Regions from separate parts of the Mus musculus genome. Here all the other regions are linked to region 1. The links are chromatin contacts, called in public HiChIP or PLAC-seq and promoter capture Hi-C maps. All regions are on one chromosome and are shown on one strand. Each heading gives the region's core, a stretch centred on a gene start, on an enhancer-like site or on the middle of the called end of the contact. The rest is flanking DNA. Distances are from core to core; before and after follow the strand shown.

Region 1 (5,112 bases), core at 1,538-4,037:
GATGTCCAGGTTACAGGAACAGATATGCCAGCATGGTTCTTCATGTTCAAGGATCGGGTACGTTATCTATATTTTTCACTCGGAAGCCTCTGGGAGCTATGTAAAGAGAGAAAGAAGTTATCGATATGAATTAAGAGAAGCATCGTCAACACACCTGAGTTGAAGAGCTGTGAGATTGTGGACTTGCTGACTTGAATTACTTTTGTAAGAGGCTGCTCATCTGATTAAAAGTAAGCTTTAAATATACTTTTTAATCTTAAAATGAGATAGACATTTACTAAGAAGTTGTGGAGAGAGCTCCCATGAACCCCAGGTCTAGTTTCTCGCTTACTATGGATTTGGTGTTATTGACTAATACCCCAACACGCTATTCAGATTTACTCAGTTTAAATCTCAGGAGTTCTTTTGAGACCCATCAAGACCACTACACTGAGCCAAATGTGGTGGCACACAACTGATTTGTTTGTACTTACACATCTAGTAAACGTACTTGGGAGGCCCATGTAAGAGAATGGAGAGTTCAAGGCCAGCTTGGGCCATGGATGGAAAACCTGTCACAGAACAAAACAACACGAGCAAACCACCACACTGCACTGAGTTCTAACACCATCCCATGGTTCTCGCAGCATTCTACAACTATCTGTTTGCCTTTTCTTATTTTTGCTGACCTTGAAAGTCTGGGAGAGTGCTGGTGAGGTAATTTATAGGAAGTGCCTCATTCATAGGATGCTGTTATCTTCATTTGGAGCTTGGAGTTTTGGAGGGGAGGCACAGGGAGGAACACTGCCACTTTTATTATATCTAGAACACAGTGTCAAGGTGACTTACTGATTCTTAAGTTCACCTTGATCAACGGGCTGGGGCAGAGTAATGGTTTCTCTGTTAGAAAGTTCCTTACCAGTTTTGTTCTCTTTGGAAGGTAGTGTGCAGCCTGTACCCTGCGAGAGGGGAGTTCTGCTCTGTCTCACTCGGGACAATCTCTACCTAAGTTACTTGTACTTCTGCCTTTGTCACTTCTACCCCATTTGCTTATTCCTTTACATCAGTATGGACTCAAAAATATTTATTTATTTTTTTTGCTTGTAATCAAACAGTGCTATGTTGTCTTTCTGAAATTGTTCTGGCTTGGGCCATGAAGAGCTCTTTCGACTGTTTCCTTTGTGTCCTGGGTAATCTTTTTCTGTGCTGCTTCCCCCCCCCCCCCTTGGGAAGTCATTTCCTTACCTTCTGGCACAACAGGGTGCTCATGTTAAATACTTCCTGCCCCACTACCAGAATCACCCATTTTCCCAAAGAGCCTGAATTCCTTTAATTGGAGGAAAGTATTAAAAACAAGATCTGAGAACCATAGAAACGCTCCATCTGTGGTAAAATACTTACTCTGCAAGCATGGGAACCTGAATTCAGTTCCTCGGTATTCCAGCTTTTTACTGCAGCTTGGGCACTAGGGAGGCAGAGATGGGAGGATCTTTATGTATTGCTAGTCAACTGTCTAACTAACCAAGGAACTCCAGATTCAGTGAGAGACTCTGCTCCAAAAAAACTAAGGTGAGAAGTGGATGACTGAGTTAGACACTGGGTACCTACCTCTTGTATTCATATAAACACAGACCCAAAACACAAATGTCGATAGTGCGTGCAGGCACACATGAGAGGCAGAGAGACAGTCATCAAAACGCTAGGTGTTTCCAGGGCCAATTAATTGACAGAGCAAGAAAATACAGGCATATGTACTATCATGCGGTCCAAAATATAAGCACACAGCTGTAGATCTTTACACACACCTATTGCAAGGTGAACACAAATTCCTATGGGTGTCTTCAAACTTCATCCTGACCGAAACCAAGCCTTCTAGCCCTTTTCCCTTGCTTGTCTGAGACTGCCAAGGGGAAAAGATCTGGTGGTCACTTAATCATCGTTCTCCCGTTAAACATAGGTGCGGGGTGTAGTTTGATGGAATTTGTTGATCTGTTTTCTCCTGCATGTGATTCTCAATTACCCGGCGCCCATTCCTTCACTGCACTCATCTTGCAGCCGTGACATAAAGCAGAATTTGATATTCCACACATCTGATTTAACGTACATTTTCTTTAAAAGTCCCTTTCCTCTGGTCTCCCCTGCCTCCATCATCTTCCCACTACATCTGGGTAGCCTGAGGACCCAGCACACTTGGGAGATGGGGATTCCCCGCAAGCACCCCCTCTCTCGCGCCTGCTTTTTACATACAAGGAGACGGTAGACTAGAGCAGATAATCTGTTTTCACTGCCTCTCTGCTCATTCAACAATTATCCCGCCCCTTCTACATGCCAGTGACAGCGCTGTGCCTGCGAAGGCCACACCAGCTCCATATCCTGGTCGCTCGGCCCCGCGGGTGACATAAATAATAATGAAAACGCTCCAGCGCTAGGACCGCTTGCAGTGCAGGCGCGAGAGTCCTGGCAGGGGGCGCAGTGCCCGTCCTGGAAGGCCAGTGTGGCTCGGTCACACTTGTTCCTGCTCCTCCCAGGTTTGGAGCAGCCCTGGAGGAGGAGACCTGGCCCGCTCCACGTTCTCTCTCAGCCACTCCATTTCGCCCTCCGGGCTCCCAGGCGCGGCTCCGCCCCTCCAGGACCCGCCCACAAAAGGCCCCGCCCACCAGCCGAGCCCACGCTCCGGCCGCTAACGAAGCTCTCCGGAAATTCCCGAAGCCCCTCTTTTTCCTTCCTCTCCTTTCCCTGCTCTCCCTTTCCTTTCACCCGGGCTCCCTCGGCCGTGATTTCTCCCTCCCCCTCCTTCCTTCCCCGTCGGAAAGCAAGATGGAGGCTCGCTGCTGCCGCCGGCGTTCGTGATCGCGGAGCTTCGCAGCCCCGGCCCCCGCCCTCGCGTGTCCGCGCCGCTGCCCGTGCCCCGGCCGGCCACGCCGAGGCCGTGGCTCCGCGCGCCCGCTCCGCGCCAGGCTCGCGGCTCCCGGGCGGTGTCCTCGTCTATGTGGGCGCGCTCCTCGGGCCGAGCCGCCGCCGCCCGCCGCCCCGGGGCTGTGCGTCCGCGCGCCGGGCGCGGGCAGCTGGGTGCTCGGCGCCGCCAGGCCAGGCGCAGGCGGCTGGGTGCGCGGAGCTAGGGGCGCGGGGCCCGAGGCGGGCTCGTCCGCCGCCGAAGCCATGAGCGGCAGCAGCGGCGGTGCCACCGCCCCGGCCGCGTCCTCCGGCCCCGCGGCAGCGGCCAGCGCGGCGGGCTCCGGCTGCGGGGGCGGCGCCGGCGAGGGCGCCGAGGAGGCCGCCAAGGACCTAGCCGACATCGCGGCCTTCTTCCGATCCGGTGAGTACCGCGGTTGCCCCGCGCGCTCGGCCGGCCCGGCGCGCCCGGATCTCCGGCCCGGTATAGCCCTGCGCGCTCTCGTCCCTGTCGCCGCATCGGGGCTCTGCGATCCACGCCGGCGTGTCAGGTTACCCACGCCGCCCTTGTGCTGCGGCTCGTCCCGGGCGCCTTCACTCGCTTTCCCGGCGCTCGCCCCTCGTGCCAGGCTAGACACCCCTCGGCCTCCCGTTTCAGCGGCCACGGCCCCGCGGGTAGGGGCGCCGGCTCTTTGTCTCTTGCTGGAGGGCCGAGGAGGCGGCGGCGGGGACGGCGTGGGCGGAGGCCGGTGTCCCGGAGGACGAGCTCACCGGGACCGGGGACAGCAGCTCTGCCCTGTAATAGCTTTTGGGCCGCTGGTAGCTGGACCACCAACCCCATTATCAGCGAGTGTCCCGACTCGGGGCTCTAGCCTGTCATCCAGCCTTGGTGTACGGTTCTGTGAAACGGGGCAGCCATCGCACCTCAGCCCAGGAACCGAGGACGGTGGCCGAGCTGAGGCGGCGGTCGGGTCGAGCCATTGTTTCTGGGGGAGGCCCGGGAAGGACATCTGGGACCGTGGTGGCCCTTGGGAGAGGCGTGGGACCAGGGCTGGCGGGCACTGCGTGGGTGGCGTGGACCTGGAGGCAGTGAGGGGCAGTTTAGGGTCCGCTCTGGCGAGCCGGAGGTGGCCGAGGAGGAGGCTAGCCCGGAGCCCGGCGGGCGGGAGGGGCGCTGGTGTGCTGCGCAGGGGGCGTGACGGGGCGTCCCGGGGACCCCGGTAACGGCGCCTCCTCCAAGCCCGGCCCGGCCCAGATCCCGCGCGAGCCCGGCTCGCGTCCGCGCGTCCCTGCGTGCAGTCCGGTTTGCTTGCGCGTCCGGGAGGCGGCGGAGGGCAGCGGCGGCCGGGGGCCTGCAGTTCGGAGAGCAGTCCCTGGCCGGCCAGGCTTGGGAGTGAGGATGCAGACTCCGCGCTGGAGAGCCAGAGAGGGCGGCCCAGGTCAGGATCCGGACGGACGGGCGGGCCAGGGAGGGCGCGGGGAGGCTGTTTGCCCGCCTCCGGGAGGACGGAGAGCCTCGGGGTCTGGTGAGCGGCCTGCACCGGGGTGAGCGCGGGAGGCTGACAGCTCAGGGTCTCAGTGGCCTCTTTCAAAGTCAGGTCCCAAACTGGAAGAGATCAGGGCCGCAGTCCAGGTCATTAGGAGCTAGCAATTGAAGCGACCAGCCTTGGGCGAGGCAGATAACTTCTGGGCCGTTAGACACCTGGTTTAGTTCTGTCTTCTTGATCTTTGTCTGGCAGGGTTATTTTTGATTCGTCTTAACCGATTGGTTATGAAGAGAAGTGACACGTTCCGTCTCGACTGTGTCAACTTGGGTTTAGTGTGCTCTTTCCAGCTCTCCCTCTCCGGTGAGGGCCTTGTAGAAAGCTGAGGTTTAGAAAGACATGAACTCCTTCAAATGAAAGCTTTAACGGTTTTTAACAATGTATTATTTATTTTTTAGTGTGTGACTGGCTGGAGGCATGGCCCAAAGCCACCATTCTTTCTTTTTTTCCATCACCTGTCACAGACTAAATGGTTTTGTGCAGAATTCATCTTCCCAATGTTCTTGCGTCCTAGAGGTGGATTTTTTTTTTCCCCTTATGGCTTAATGCACAGTTCAGGAATGACTTGTTTCCAAGATTCTCCAAAGACATGCTGGTCTTGATTGCCTCTCTTCACTCTGGGCTCTGCTCTTACTGTTCGTAGTCCTGGGTAGCTCGTTCGTTTTAGAGTTCCTGATCAGGTAAAGCCGCTTACTGC
Region 2 (5,112 bases), core at 1,799-4,298, 200 kb after region 1:
TACTTCCCCATTTCCATAGCCATTGCTAGATGTTTGCACAACTCAGTTGTCTGCTGAAGCAGTTGAATGTAGTGTGTAACATGGTGAACAGAAATGAGACAAATGTATCCAACAGGGATTGTAGTAATTCCAGTTTGCACGAATGTTTCTATTTAGTAAAGCTGCCTCTGCACTGCCGAGGTTAGCAATGCAAAGGGCCCATCCCAAATGCTTTTGCTAGTTTATGCCAGGTCATTGGTACCATCAAGAAATTTATTAGTCAGGACTCAATGCCACTCTGTAATAGAGACTCAGAGATCCAGCAATCCTCGTTGTTCTTCCTCTGTTCTTCATGATGTCATCAGAGGGAAGGGCTATGTTCTGGCTCATTTCTGTCCTATGTATTTTCCTACTTGAATAGGTCCTGCAGGACCACATTCATATTCCACCTCACAGCAAGTACAAGAGCCTGTGGGTAGGGAACCCTACTAGCTGTATACATTCATTTTCTCATTTGCCCAGGGTTAGGATGCCTAGCTCTTCCTCACTGTGAAGGGACAGGCGAGTGATGAACTTACATAAGATGGCTCAGTGGAAGTTTATAGTAAAGAGACAGAAAAGAAGGGAGAGAGCAGCTTCCACCCAGGAGCCACTTTGCTAAGTCCTGGTGGCCACATTGTAAGGAAAGAATAGTCAGGGAGGCCACCATGTGCCCGGTCTAGGCAGATCCACGTGCAGAGGATTCCAGACTCCCAGAAAATGGGTTAGTAAAGTTGGCTCCACCAGGCTGGGGCCTGAACAGAGTCTGAGAGGGGCATTTCAGCAACAGAGGAAAAGAATCAGAGGCTGGGGTGCGCAGTACACTGGAGGCACTCTGGTCAGGGGGAGTGATCGCCTGAGCAAAGGCCGTGCGTGATTCAGTGACAAGCAGATGGGACTTAAACCAGATCTCATGTTGGGAGCCAACAGATAGGAGTGGAAAGTAGAGAAGGAAGTTATGAGGAACCCCTGAAAATGTTTGAACTTGGGGAAATACATGCAAAGTAGTATTTTAGGAAGAGCTCTCCCTTGTTAGGAGGGCGGGTGGTGAGCGTGGAGCCACGTTGAAAGCATTTGCAGGCGAGCCGGCAGTGCTGCCTTCTGAGTCGGGTCTGCTTTTGCTTCATGTTGCAGGGTTTGACGAAAACATTGAGTCTCAGGGAGAGCTCATCCTGCAGGAGTCCTTCCAAGTGTGGGACCCGAAAACCTTAATTCGGAAGGGTCGAGAACGGCATCTCTTCCTTTTTGAAATGTCCTTGGTGTTTAGTAAAGAAGTGAAAGACTCCAGCGGGAGAAGCAAGTACCTGTACAAAAGCAAGCTGTTTGTAAGTATGGCGTCCAGAGCTCGAGTCCACAGACCGCAGCTGCAGCCTTCCTGTAGGACAGAAACCTCCTGCCTGCTGCCTATAGCTTCCTCCTAAAATGCTCAGAAATGTGAATCTGAATTGTGATTTCCTCTTCATCAGCTAATTTCTCTGCAAGCCAAGTCCACTAGAGGGCACACTGATACTCTTGGGGCTTGGGGATTCTGTTCTTAGAGCCCATAGCTGCTCACTGCAGGATGGAGAAACACTGTAGGGCAGTGGCTCTCTACCTTCCTGATGCTGGGACCCTCCAATACAGTTCCTGCGGTGATCCCCAAACATAGAACCATTGTTGTTGCTACTTCATAACTAATTTTGCTACTATTATGAATCATAATGTAAATATAGATACAGGATATCTAATACGTGACCCCAGTGGGAGGAGCAACCCTCACACAGGTTGAAAACTGCTGCTGTGTAAATAGATGATGTCCTACCCTAAGCAAGGATTCATATCAATTTAATTTTTTTAATTCATAACATTGTCTTAGTCAGGGTTTCTATTCCTGTACAAACATCATGACCAAGAAGCAAATTGAGGAGGAAAGAGTTTATTCAGCTTATACTTCCAGATTGCTGTTCATCACCAAAGGAAGTCAGGACAGGAACTCACACAGGGCAGGAACTTGGAGACAGGAGCTGATGCAGAGGCCATGGAGGGATGCTGCTTACTGGCTTGCTTCCCCTGGCTTGCTCAGTTTTTTTTCTTATAGAACCCAGAACTCCCAGCCCAAGGATGGTACCACCCACAATGGGCTGGGCCCTTCCCCCTTGATCACTAAGTGAGAAAATGCCTTACAGTTGGAGCTCATGGAGGCATTTCCTCAACTGAAGCTCCTTTCTCTGTGATAACTAACTCCAGCCTGTGTCAAGCTGACACAAAACCAGCCAGTACAGACATCAAAACGTATGTAAGCTCCCTTACTTGCTGCGCTCACTACAGATCCATAATAACGAAGATTTAATTATTCTCCATTAGAAATTAATTTATGCAAAGTAAATGTAAGAACAAATTTTTGAAAATTTGATAATAGCAAAATGGCATTATCACAGAAAAATATGTAATCAAAAATAGCATTTGAAAGACTCCCCAGCCCTGCCCATGCAGAGGCCTTTGGAGTGTTCTAGCGATATATTTTGGCTCGTCATTGTGTTTCTGGGGAGAGGCGCACACCCAGAACTATTGTGCTACCATTCCTCATTAGCCAGCCCTGGCTGGGTCCAGCCCATGCCTGCTTTCTGGAAGCCAAGCCAGGACAAACTCTTATCCCCTGCACTTTGACCTTTCTCAAGGCTATTGCTCAGAGGGCTGCCAGCACTGGGTTGCTGGGCAGAGTTGGGCAGAGAGAACCAGTGAACATAAAGGCAAGCTTACCATCATAAAGGAACCAGAGTGCCACACAGATCTCTCTCTGTCAGCTCTCTTTAAAATATTATTCGGTATCTAATAGTCAGGTGACTTAATGTTACAAATTTTGGGGATTTTTGTGTGTCAATCAAACTCTCCAAAGAATAGAGACTCCCAAGCGTAGAAACTTTTTAAATAATAATCTGGAATCTGAAAATTCCTGGTAACGGTTTTCAGTCCACCATCTTTGGCCGGTCCCCTGGTTGTGATTATCATTTGGATCACTGTGGCCTTACGTCAGATAGGTCACTGTCCAGCTGGAAATTAATAAGTGCATCCTGGCCAGCAGCCACTTTACTGCTGGCTTTAATCTGACCTTGGAGGCAAGCTTGTGTGTTTTAAAAACTGATACATCTTAGTTTAATTTATATTTTAAAAAAAATAAGATTCCTACCAAGGCTGCCTCTGCAGTTCCAACCTGTGAGTCACTTCCGTTGCTGGAGGGAGAGGCATGGGGCGGATTCCATCATGGGGGGAGGATGCCCTGTTGTGGATATGTCCACAGGCAGGGTTTTCATGATGAAATACTAAAAGTTAAGGATGTAGATGAAGTCAGAGTTTAGCCCTTTTGCCCTCTGTCAAGGTATGCTCAGAGTCTGTTGTGGGAGCCTCTCTGGACTAGGAAAAGCCCGTGCTTGTGTCTAAGGTTGGGCTGTTTCCTCAGCACATCCTGCTGATGAAGCTGCATTGCAATCTCCAGAAGTACTCAGGGTGGGAACAGTGTGTCCCGCGCGTGTCCACCCCGGCTTTCCTCCTACCTCCTAAGGCTCTCAACCTTCTACTGACCCGACCCTTTCGTGCAGCTCCTCACACTGTGGTGACCCCAACCACAAAAGTATTCATGGTGCTACCTCATAGCTGTATTTTTGCTACTATTATGAATTTTAATGTAAATATCTGTTTTCCAGTGTTCTTAGGCGACCCCTATGAAGGAGTTATCTGACCTCCAAGGGGGTGGTTGTAATCCATAGATTAAGAAGCACTGGACTAAGTGTTTCACATGGCCACCAACCACCAGAGGCTGTCCTCTTTCCATGTCTACTCCTACCAAAATCGTACCGTTGTCTAATTATCTAATTGTGTTTTATGCAGACCTCAGAGTTGGGTGTCACAGAACACGTTGAAGGAGATCCTTGCAAATTTGCACTGTGGGTGGGGAGGACGCCAACTTCAGATAATAAAATTGTCCTTAAGGTACGTCAATTTACAGCTTATTGGCTTACAGTGTGAACGTTTATTGTGGTGATGTAAGCTGCTTTTCTTGCTGATTGCAGGTCATTTTATTTGACTTTTTTGTTCTCTGATGGAATTGGTGAAGCCAAAAATCAATCTCTCTCTCTCTCTCTCTCTCTCTCTCATTCACTTTTAATTTAAACTGTTTTTAGTATACTGACTCTTCCTAGGAACTGCAAAGAACTCTAAAGGTGTCTCATGCGATAACCTCATCGATATTTTAGAAAACTCAGATGCTGTCTTCTTGGTCTGTCTGGAAATACCAGAGATGGTTTAGGGATGCTCATGATCTGCAAGCTGTTGAAAGGAGCCCGAGTGTGGTGAGATGCTGGTGGATGACTGGACTTACTGCATCTCCTTTGCGAGTCTTCTAGTCTTGCTTTAGTATTTCCAGAAACTGAGTTGCTCATCTGAGCAGCACTCTTTCACAGCCAAGGGACCACATGGAAGCCACGATGTTTCTAAGATCTTTGCTCCTGTGGTCACAATGGATTGTTTCCAGTGAATGCATACGGCCCAACTGGGGACCCTTGTTAGTTAGGACTGACATAAAAACCACATAAAATATTAAGTGTACCAACAAGTACATTTTAGATCATTTAAATTTTTCTATAGTTTAAGGTTGTTAAAATATATTCAAAACTAAAACATTTCAATATAATTAGAGGCGTTTGGATAATACCTTTCACCTTACAAGGAGGGTCAAATGGCAGTGGCCTGTACTTTGATCTTGATGGCTTTGAGGTGGTGGTATTGCATGGGGATGAAGAGGGAGGTGGTGGTGTAGATTTTGTTGCTGATGTTGTGGTTAGTAGAAATGGTGGTGTAGATGGTTGCGTTGTAAGGGTGTGATGACGCTGACGCTGGTGACAGTAAAGGTGGAGACAGTGGTGTCCATCGCAGTGAGGGTCTTTATGGTGGTACAATTGCTGAGGATATAGACACAAGTCCTCAAGGTCCTCAATGGTGACGGTGACAGAAGGGACGGCCACTGTGGTGGTGGCCTCGTGGTTCCAGCACACAATGACTGTCTTTGTTTGCTAAGGCAGGAGGGAAAACTGTCTCTGAGTCCTTTCACAGTTTGACGTT
Region 3 (5,112 bases), core at 1,426-3,925, 180 kb before region 1:
TGGGTAAAAGCAATTAACATATCATTTTAACCTAATTATAATACAGCAGCAGTGTAGTTGAAGTTCCAGATCAAGGCTGAATAAATCTCTGTCTATAGCTGCTATGCTACATGTCATGCTTTGGACTCTTTTTCCATTGAGCATTTCAGCTCAAAAAGCTACTACTCAATAATTATCATATCAATGGACCAAATAGACAATGCATATTGATGAGTTTCATCTCATCTCTGTTTCTTGAATGCTAGTTATGGTCACCCCAGTGAAGTATGATGGGAACAGCATTATCTTAGTAATATTGCAGCATGTTACATCAATATGCATTGTCTATTTGGTCCATTGGGTACTGGGTAGTTCATATTGTTTTTCCACCTATAGGGTTGCAGATCCCTTTAGCTCCTTGGTTACTTTCTCTAGCTCCTCTATTGGGGGCCCTGTGAGCCATCCAATAGCTGACTGTGAGCATCCACTTCTGTGTTTGCTAGGCCCCGGCATAGTCTCACAAGAGACAGCTATATCTGGGTCCTTTCAGCAAAATCTTGCTAGTGTATGCAATAGTGTCAGCGTTTGGAGGCTGATTATGGGATGGATCCCCAGATATGGCAGTCTCTAGATGGTCCATCCTTTCATCTCAGATCCAAACTGTGTCTCTGTAACTCCTTCCATGGGTGTTTTGTTCCCAATTCTAAGAAGGGGCAAAGTGTCCACACTTTGGTCTTCGTTCTTCTTGAGCATATGTATCAGAAGATGGCCTACTTGGCCATCAGTGGAAAGAGAGGCCCATTGGTTGTGCAAACTTTATCTGCCTCAGTACAGGGGAACGCCAGGGCCAAGAAGTGGGAGTGGGTGTGAGGGAGTGGATGGGGGACTTTTGGGATAGCATTGGAAATGTAAATGAAATAAATACCTAATTAAAAAAAAAAGAGAGATGAAACTTCCCAAAAAGATTTACTCCCAAGAGGTAGCACTTGTTGAGGAATTTAATTCATTAATTATATTTAAATGTTTGCATTTGATTATAATGTCTCAGACATGATAAAAGAGGGCAAGGAGTTTTCATAACTAAGAGAAGACCAGCTCACTCCATTACATCACAGGCATTATTTGTATTGTATCCTAAGCTCTATAGCAACAGAAGGTTATTTAGAAAGCAGAGACTCCTAAAGAAGTGGTATGCAAGTGAGGGACTTGCCTCATTCTAAAATGTTCAATGCATCAAAACATCTTACATTCCCCCAAAGTTGCAATTTTTGCCAATTAAAAATTAAAGTTTATGGCTAGGGATATAGCTTAATCGTACCCAGCCTGAATTCCATCTGTAGAATAATACAAACTAATTTGGTAGGGACAAAGGATCAGATGTTCAAAGTCACACTCTTGGTTACATAGGGTGTTCAAGACCAGCCTGGGATAGAGACCCAGCCTCAATAAACAAATCATAAGTTGGTAAGATGGCTCAGCAGGTGTCATCTGGCTTGTTCCCAAGTTTTAATTTAGTATAGCTCGTTCCTGGGATTGTTGACTTAATCTTTGTGACTTGTTGTCTTGTGGCCCCATTTGAGTATCTGCCCATTTCCCTGCTCTACCACAGAGCCTATGACAAACACTGGCTCATGACAAGTGCACTCTGAATACTTGCAAGGTCCAGTGGAAGCAACTATTGGCAGAACAAACAGGCCTCCGGCCAGATGTGGATCATCTGTTGCAAAATCCGTCTTGTAACCTACTAAACTCTGTCTAGCTGCTTCAAGATAGGAATGCCCATCTTTCTGTCACACTAGGCTAGGTCTGTCCATGACTACTTGAAGGAGACCCCACCCACGAGTACTCAGACATAAGGATCCTTGACCATGCCTGGCAAGAAGCAATAGAGTAATGTTGGAGGGGAAGGCTTTGGCACAGACTGGCAGTGGAAGGTTCAAGGTCCTCCCTGTGAGCAGCTGGCATGCAGCAGCTGAGAAGGACCCCATGTGGGGAAGAGGATTCTTGTCCCTTTATCTCCAGGTCCATGACCTCATTTCTACAAATATTAGATTTGAGAGGTGTCAAAGATCCTAAAATACATTGTATCCTAGAATCTGCCTTAACCATATCTAATAGCCAGCAAAAGTTTACAGGCCTTAAGGAATATACAAAGCCCAAACTACCAACCCAAACATTTTCCACCCTAGAATAACATCTTTCCTAAGGATCACTCATAAATGGCTACATGTAGTTATTCTCGGGCAGAAATCTGCAGTAAAGTCGAAAGTCACAGCTCTCCTTTTACATGTGAAATACCAATGCATGCAGCACGTCAGAGACTTAGTGAACAAACATCTTTTTCACAGATTCACCTGACTATAGATTTGAAGTTGTGTCAGGTCTTTTTCTACCTGGCATTAGAGGTGTTTACGCCAGCTCCTTACCGTCAGAACTCGGGTGACACTCTGCTTCCAGAGTTGTCGTCTGCCGATCCTAAACATCCCAGCAATCTGGGATGGCCCCAAGTCAGCTCCTCCAGAATGGTCTTCTAACTACCAAGAGAGCTGTTCATCCTCCAGTGGAATATCACAGGCAAAGACTCTAAGAGGGTCACAGCATCGCGCTGTTGCTTCTCATGCATGTGGGTGACTCTCGATATTCACAGAACTGAGGCGAGAAGTCAGTCCATCTGCGATGCTCATATATCCTTCCCTGAGTCTCTGCCCTGGGGCCTTTCCTCGATTCTGTGGTCCTTCGTTGTTAGGGTAATACTGTTTCCATGCTGTGCCGTTTAAGCACGCCTCTTAATCATGTTTAGCAACAAGAGAAAGCAATTTAACTGCTTGGTTGCAACCACAAGTTCTAATGTTCCATTCCATACACTGCCCAACAATAAGCTTTGAGTCAATAAAGGAGCTTAAATTATTTCTCTGAACAATAAGAAACCTTAAACCTGATCAAAGCAGAAGGCAGACAAGTCACAGCTCTGGATATATTACTCGAGTTAGGAAATTCAGTCTTACTTTGTCTAAACAACTTTGTGTGCACAATTAACTGCCAGCATGGTGACTAATTGTGACTAATTGCTTGATAGGCTAATTGTGACCCAAAGGAGCCATTTCCTCTCCCATAAAGAACAAGCAGCCTATTTCATATGCAAATGGCAAATGGTGTCCATAAATTACTCCTGTTCACACGGCCGCCCAAGCATGGAAAGCAAAGCATTGCATTCCATAAGCCTAAACATCTAGATCTTCCTCTCCGCACCGACGGATGGGGAGAGACCTCTCACCTACAACCCTCCCATCAAAGCACACAAATGGCAGAATTTAAGGTCCATTTCATTGGATCCTTGGGATTAAAAATCCAGCAGTTAGCTAGGCAGCAGTGGTGCTCACCTTTAATCCCAGCACTCAGGAGATAGAGGCCGATATCTGTGAGTTCCAGGCTAGCCTGGTTTACAGAGGAGTTCCAGATGGCTACAGCTACATAGAGAAACTCTATCTCAAAAAAATTAAAACGTAAAATAAAATCTAGTAAATAAATCCTTTTCGGATTATTCAAAGATCATCAGGAAATTGAGGAGTCCCCTGCTATTCAACCTCATCAGAAACAGAATTGACAACCAGGGCACTACCTTGATATCAGGACAATCAATTCACCTAGCCATCAGCCAGTTAGGGTGTGGCCTCCATTTGTAGTGTTAATATGGATACAGATATTTGGTGTTGAATACTGATGGCAAGCAAATAACAAAAGCATATTTAAAGTCAGAAGTATAGGCACAGAAGAACTCTCTATTTTCCCTTGGAAGTTCAGTGTTTGAATCTGACAAAGGCAGTAGACAGATTGACAAGGGAGAAGCCATGCAGAGTATTGCACACACGGGAATCACCCAGGTGCCCAGCAGTTCAGTAAGATTTAGAAGCTTACATCTGTTCTTCTTTGAGGAGAGAAAAAAAAGTATTGAGCAATTTTATCGGAAGAGTAGATTATTTTTCACGGAGATGAATTGACTCAAAGAACAGACAATGCCTTGGGGTAATGCCCCTGTGGTAGCCATCACTCCTGCCTGCCATTTGCATGTGTTTCCTCTTCCTGCTGGGATGGCTGAGGAAAGCACTTGCAGCAAATAATGTCTCCTGGACTATGTGGACTTGAAGATAGATAAGGAGAAAGAAAACTCTCCCTGAATGTGCGGCTCTTCACGGGTTCTCACTCTAAACTTCACAGCTGTACATTTGGGAGTGTCATCTTCTGAGCCAACATGGTGTGTGAATACATCCGGGGTCACGGCAGACTTAACATAGAGCCTCAGGCAAATGAAGCGCACACTATACGTGAGATATAAAGATAATTTTCAATCAACCTCTGTGTATTGGTAAGCAGCTGTTTGTTGTTATAATTGTGAACGGTGGCCACAGGTCACAGGAGAGACACAGAATAAGACAAGATAGTCTGATCGTCCCTGCTAAGCAGTTCAGATTAGTCCCGAGAACATTGTCAACATGTGACCCTCAGGAGAGAAGTAAGGCTCCGGTGAGCCATGCTCATCGCTCACTAGATATGCTTAACCAGTGTAAATGAGGTGCCACCCACGTCTCAGCAGCAGCTATTCACAATGTGATCGCCTAGGGCCATTACTTCTTGGGAAATTTTCTACACCTGACTGATACCATTCATTTGTGTTTTGGCGTATATGCCCTCAACTCTCCTGAGGTTTCATGGCAAACCTCAGAGTCTTCAGCCACTGCAGCTCAAGCTCGACCCCTTTGAAGCTCAGTAGAATAAGGCTGGTGCCTTGAGGGATCTTCTTAAGGGTCCCTGAACCTGAAAGAGACTCATTGAGAACTGCCATTAAGTAGAACAAACAGAGCAAATGTACAACCAAGTTACCCACTCTCAAGGCACACTTCTTTATATTTCTGATAGTTGGAAGAGAGGTATCCAACATTTACCAATAGCAAAGTCAGGAAGGTTTTTCTACAAGCACATTCCACCAGGCAATATATAAAAATGTGTCTTGAAGGCTGAAAATGGTTAGCCATACAAAAATCCTGTGCTAGGCATGATGGGAAGACAGAAACAGGAAATGGTCACATCCAGGCAGAAGACTTCATCCGGAAATCCAAATACCTTCAGAAAACGTGT

Evidence for each region. HiChIP or PLAC-seq counts read pairs in DNA pulled down with a chosen protein or histone mark. Capture Hi-C pulls out chosen DNA fragments and counts their contacts.
Region 2: a FOXA1 HiChIP or PLAC-seq map of pancreatic cancer cells shows a contact between it and region 1. The contact joins the enhancer-like site here to the promoter of Trio in region 1. A contact is called at or near these places in 1 of 39 promoter capture datasets (pre-B cells), 1 of 484 Hi-C or Micro-C datasets (hematopoietic stem and progenitor cells), 2 of 115 datasets of contacts at active chromatin or transcription factors (memory CD8 T cells and pancreatic cancer cells) and 3 of 9 other capture datasets (adipose tissue, liver and pancreatic islet).
Region 3: a promoter capture Hi-C map of pancreatic islet shows a contact between it and region 1. The contact joins the promoter of Dnah5 here to the promoter of Trio in region 1. A contact is called at or near these places in 7 of 39 promoter capture datasets (the 3T3-L1 cell line, 3T3-L1-derived adipocytes, embryonic stem cells and 2 more), 3 of 115 datasets of contacts at active chromatin or transcription factors (bone marrow-derived macrophages, embryonic stem cells and memory CD8 T cells) and 3 of 9 other capture datasets (adipose tissue, liver and pancreatic islet).

Annotation. Positions count from the first base shown.
Region 1 is chr15:28,023,523-28,028,634 of GRCm38.p6, reverse strand. Trio (triple functional domain (PTPRF interacting)) reads left to right here and starts at 2,787. Exons shown (of 57, transcript NM_001081302.1): 1 at 2,787-3,295. The coding sequence starts at 3,139.
Region 2 is chr15:27,820,212-27,825,323 of GRCm38.p6, reverse strand. It overlaps Trio (triple functional domain (PTPRF interacting)), which reads left to right. Exons shown (of 57, transcript NM_001081302.1): 30 at 1,153-1,343; 31 at 3,883-3,984. Among named protein-coding and RNA genes, the nearest start is that of Otulinl, 140 kb to the right of the region's middle. Within about 2 kb of position 3,048, at least 56 of the 459 cell types and tissues checked have an H3K27ac peak or open chromatin away from gene starts, as enhancers often do. A contact at or near this core is called in adipose tissue, liver and pancreatic cancer cells, where this site is marked.
Region 3 is chr15:28,201,329-28,206,440 of GRCm38.p6, reverse strand. Dnah5 (dynein, axonemal, heavy chain 5) reads right to left here and starts at 2,675. Exons shown (of 79, transcript NM_133365.3): 1 at 2,406-2,675. The coding sequence starts at 2,462.